2 separate regions of the Gossypium arboreum genome follow, and region 2 is linked to region 1. Evidence: chromatin contacts called from public Hi-C data. All regions are on one chromosome and are shown on one strand. Each heading gives the region's core, a stretch centred on a gene start, on an enhancer-like site or on the middle of the called end of the contact. The rest is flanking DNA. Distances are from core to core; before and after follow the strand shown.

Evidence for each region. A called contact is a pair of places that touch in the nucleus more often than the background predicts.
Region 2: a Hi-C map of leaf shows a contact between it and region 1, with 8 times the contacts expected there. The contact joins the enhancer-like site here to the promoter of LOC108483919 in region 1. A contact is called at or near these places in 2 of 5 Hi-C or Micro-C datasets (both in leaf).

What each region holds. Positions count from the first base shown.
Region 1 is chr6:67,364,432-67,367,035 of ASM2569848v2, forward strand. LOC108483919 (pre-mRNA-splicing factor SPF27 homolog) reads right to left here and starts at 1,317. Exons shown (of 7, transcript XM_017787462.2): 1 at 911-1,317; 2 at 645-823; 3 at 208-291. The coding sequence starts at 1,150.
Region 2 is chr6:67,882,088-67,884,691 of ASM2569848v2, forward strand. It overlaps LOC108486087 (protein REDUCED CHLOROPLAST COVERAGE 3), which reads right to left. Exons shown (of 23, transcript XM_053030101.1): 23 at 789-2,604. The coding sequence ends at 1,015. Among protein-coding and RNA genes, the nearest start is that of LOC128294142, 15 kb to the right of the region's middle. Within about 2 kb of position 1,309, at least 1 of the 2 cell types and tissues checked has an H3K27ac peak or open chromatin away from gene starts, as enhancers often do. A contact at or near this core is called in leaf, where this site is marked.

The sequences.
Region 1 (2,604 bases), core at 67-2,566:
ACTAAAATTTGTTTCCTGTAGATTGAGAACTTCAATATATGACAACTGGTAGCACCATATCCATCATATCAGAAAGAGTGCATTTCTGCCATAAGTCACATATTCCCAAAAGTCTCTTAGCTTAAATCTACCAATTCAAACAAGAAGCAAAACCACTTTCAATTTGCCATGAAAATAACATCAATGTTGCAGTTATTAGGGAAAAACCTGGCCAAAAATCCTCCCAGTCGTTGGTTGTTCTGTCTCCAAACATCAGGGCCATATTTTAACATCAACTCCAAATTTTCCAACCTGAAACCAAGCAAAGATATACAAGACAAAAATCTTAACATTGCATGCAAACAGCATCAGAAGTTATATGTATACAGTGTAAAATTTTAGGTGGAATGGCCCCCAAACTTCCCCAAATTTAACTGACGAGGGATTTTCATTCATCACAACTTGAATAAAAAGCAACTACTGCCATGAAACTAGAATCCTTAACGAAATAACACAGTAAAATAGAAGAGAAGCACGTAATTAATTTCTTAATGATTCACAGAAGCATGGAACAAAAATATCATGAAAGCAAAAAAAGGTAATTTCATAAAATATCCTAATCTATTCTTTCTTGCTTATTCAAATAACTAAGAGAAGAAACTGACCTAATTACTTGATGTTGCAATGAGCGCTGAGATCTTTGAACTGCCTGTTTCCAAGCAGTTTCATCGTTTCTCTTATTCATGGGCGGTGGTTCAACTTGATACCGTGAAGAAAAATCAAGGGTCACGGGTGGCCTACCCGCTCTGACGCGCTCATATTCTTTGCCAATCATTGGGTGATGCTGAGATCCAAACATGGATTTTTAAAACTTCAATAAAGAAAAACCTCAAGTATTCCAAAGAAAAGCCCAAATTGGGGGGACAATAACCTGAAAATTGAAGGAGGGAAGAGGGGGTAAATCCTTGAGGAAGTCAGCTGGCTTCTTGATACTCTTTCGCATCTCTTCTTCGACCAATCGATCAACCTCTTCCTTGACCATTGGGTTCCCGTAGTCGTCGTCAATGTAGGGTAATGCGTCCAAAGTCTCGGCAGTGGAAGCAGAGGCCCATGGCCGAGCAGTTTCAGGCGGTGCCTCCAACATAAGGATCTCTTCGCCGTTGCCGCCCATTGTGTATATCTCTAGCTTTTCCCCTTCAACTCTCTGATACTGTTTCCGCTTAAGGGTTAGTAGTGGCTTTTACAGACCAAGCCACTTAAAATTTTAAAAGGTAGGGCTTAAAAACGCTAAGAAAAAATTGAGAAAAATCAATAAAAGTTAATTAAAAACGGGTTTACCTCTAATCATATATATTAAAATACAATACAACAAGGTGCATAACTCTATATTGCGATTTGCGAAAAGTGTCGTATTTTTATTTTTATAATTTTAAATATTTAATTTAATTTTTATTATTTATTTAATTTTAAAATTATTTACTTTTCTCACTAAATTATCTTTTTAAAATATTTTAAAATATAAGATTATAAAATATTATTATTTTTATTTACCATAAAAGTACGGTAAATAAAGTGATAAATATATAAATAAAAATTGGATAGATGGACAAGGCAAATATAATTTGAAATATAATATATTTGTAATAAATATATGGTTATATAATCTGGGTTACGAGGATTAAGTTTTAACAGTTTTCCATAAAAATGATGTGTATTTGTATGTCAATAAGAGTATCTGTTATAATGACTTGTAAATATTAAAAGTGGGATATTGTATTTTTTAAAAATTTTGAACTAGAGTTAATATTATCTTGAATTATGATATTTTGATATATCACGTCATGAAATTCGTCAAAGTAGTCTATGTGATAATATATCAGTATGGATATGTGTGGTATTAAATTAGGATATGACTGAGTATGAATTGATAGTATTATATTCCACGTAAGTATTTATCAAACCGGTGTGTCGTTAAAAGCACCAAATATATCATATCTCTAAATAACGAAAAGAAATAATAATAAGGGAGTAGGGTCAAATCCTCAAGGAATGGATCGCCACAGCTCCTTGTTTCTTAAAATCTCGGGCACAGTCGTGCCCAAGAAAAACAACTGACCTAGAAAAAATAAAATAAAACAGAATTAAAAATATGATTGAGTTGAAATTAAATAGATTGAAATCGTAATTGTGATAATAAACAGAATTGAGAAAAAGGGGTTTTTGATTGAGGGATTCTGGCTTCTGGTTATCTTGATCCTCCTTCGGTTCAATCCTAAGCTTTTAAGTGATCCTTCTCATAACTGAATAAGCCAATTATAGTTGAAGAGGACGCCTACGACCACCAACTCCACTTAGGTTATAGCCTTACGATCTAGAGAAACCTGACTCTAGCCAACCATCACTTTTGTGGGACCATCTTACACTAGATCATCGTTTCTCAATGGCGAATTTCACGCCATTTTGTCTCTTGGGCTCGACAACCTCTGACACAGTAAGTTAGTGAACTTATTGTGCAACCTTCCCAAAACATACAAAGCTGTCGTCTTTGCACAAGATGAAAATATTACTTTTAGAAGGACATGGATGGAAACGCCAGTCCCGTAATGTGGAGAAATGATGAATACT
Region 2 (2,604 bases), core at 59-2,558, 520 kb after region 1:
TATCAATAAAAGTTATAAAATTTATTAAATTTTAATAAAAATATAAAATTATTTAAATTTTATTAAAATTTAGAAAATATATATAAATCGTAAAAATATAAAAAATTGTAAAATTTTATAAAATAATAAAATTATAAAATGCTTCAAAAAACTCTTTAACTATTAACTTTAACACTTTAAATACCTTCAGCTTTTTTCAATTAAAACCATTACGTGTCACAACACAATATGACATGTGATGAAAAATGATAAAAAATAAAATTCAAATAAAGTTATAGAAAAATTATAAAATGATTCTTTTAGTACAATAATTTTTATAATTTTTTACAAATTTTATATTTCTTTACATTTTTATAATTTTCTTATGACTTTATTAAATTTTATAAAAAATTATATTTTTATTAAAATCAATAATTTTATTACTTTTATTAATTTTTATTTTTTATATTTTTTCCGCATGTCACGTTGTGGTTGTATGAGGACAAAAAAAGCCTTATTTTTTTTTTTTGAAAAAGTTTGATTAGCTTTTTAACGCATTTTGAAAATTATTAGGTGTAAAAGAAAAAAACACAAAAGCGTAATTTTTTTTTTTTAAATTTAAGGGGTTTTTACATTTTAATTCAAATCATAAATATGAAAATCATCAATTTCAAATAAAAATTTTAAAATCTAAATATTAGCTACAACAGTTATGGGAACATATATATGTTGTAAATTTGTTCATTGCCGGACACAGTATTTCCATAAAACTACAAAAATCTCCAAAATGAAAAATTGAAGTATGAAAATTACGAATTGGCCTTTTTATTGATCAAACAAAATCTCTAAACAAGAGAACCAATTTGCAGAGATTATTAGCATAATACCAAGCTGTTCTCAAAATTAAGTAGGAACTAAAGAACCAGGCTTCACTCCAAATTGCTTTGTTAATATGGAAGCAAGGATATGATAATAAATAAAACTGGAAATGGAACATGATGACACTTACACTGTTATTTTCCTCAGGTTATTTCTTCACCTTGCAGAAGCACATATGGATTGCTGATTATATAGCCCAGTGACTACATTAGTAAGCTGCTGCCTGTTTTTCCGCCGTTTCTTTACAACTGTAAAGCCTTCGCCATCTCCGGGTTTCTTTTTATTTTCATCCAACGCTTTTGGTTCTTCATTGCTACCGGATTGAGAATCCAAGTCCTTTCCTTCATTCCCATATAGAAATTTTATTATTGCAGTGTCTCTTGTAACTGCATCCGAAGAGTTTTGGGAATGGTTGAGCCTTTTGTCATTGATTAAAGCCTCACATGCACCATCCATGTTCTGCTTGGCGGACCGGACAATGAAGCTAAGCAAAATCTGCCTTGCGAGCTCAGATTTCTCCTCCGCGCTGCTCTTTTTTGGATTAGAACCGTTAACTTCCCTACTCGACTTCTTATCAACTTCCTTCACTTCTGTGTTCATAGCTTCTTCAGAGACACTCAAATCACCAGTTCCAGTCATTTGCCAAATTTTGCTTGGAACGAACGCAGGTGCATGAGGGTTCATAACTCTCGGAGATCCAAATCCATTTTGTTCCAAAATAGGAGTTTGGTATCTAAGAAAGCTACCGTAAGAATTATTGTTTGTGTAAAACAATGTCGACCTTGGCCCGCAAGGAACTCGAGCAGCAACTGGAGGTACAACAGGCTCAGCAAGCATGCCTTGACTAGCTGTTACATCATAAACACATGTAACAGAAACTGAGTTTAACGGGTGATAGAGTGCTCCGGGATTGAATGGTTCAGCTGATGCCGATAGCTTACTCCCTTTTGCTTCTAAACCTTTTTCCTGACTACAAGAAGACACCTTATCAATTTCAGGAGCAGTTTCTTCCGACTGACTTTCAGTATCATGAGTTCCTTCAGTTTCATCATTGTCATCCACTACATCATCGACAACAGAGATGTTGTTCCCATCCTCTACATTTGCTGTCTCGGCGCACATTGACTGTTCCATTTTTCCCTCACTTGGTTCCAATAATGGCTTTAGAACTGTACCTGGAGGTGCCGCAGCTACTTCTTTGTAAGAAAGTGATTTTGAAGCAATGGCACTAAGATTTGCTGAAGGGGAGGAACCTCTGGAAACAGAAGCAGGTAAACCAATTGAAATCCCTCTAGGATTCAAGCTGGAAGACTTAGATTGCTTTACTGTTTGCATTTCCTTTATAATGTTCTTCGGGACAGTTTTTCCTGCTGGTGAGATAATGTCTCGCCTACTCCCACTCTCTCTACCATTTGAATATTCACAACCATTCACCTTTAGCTTTGCAAAAACTGGTTTCTTCCTTCCATACTTCTTTCCAGTGGCATTTCCTGACCGACCTTTCGAATTGGCTTCTTGCCACCCTTCATCTGAAGTTGTATCTTCAACAACTTCAGTTGTAACAGTTGGCTCAATACTATAAATATTATCGGTTTCTTCTGGTTCTTCGGGATGAATAGAAGACAGGGTACCTATTTCATTAATATCCACAGTTGCCGTAGCTTTATCTGTTGCATCAACAAACACAGCACCATCTGTTTGTAAGTTGTTACGTGTATCATGGGTTTTATCACTAATCTGTAACAC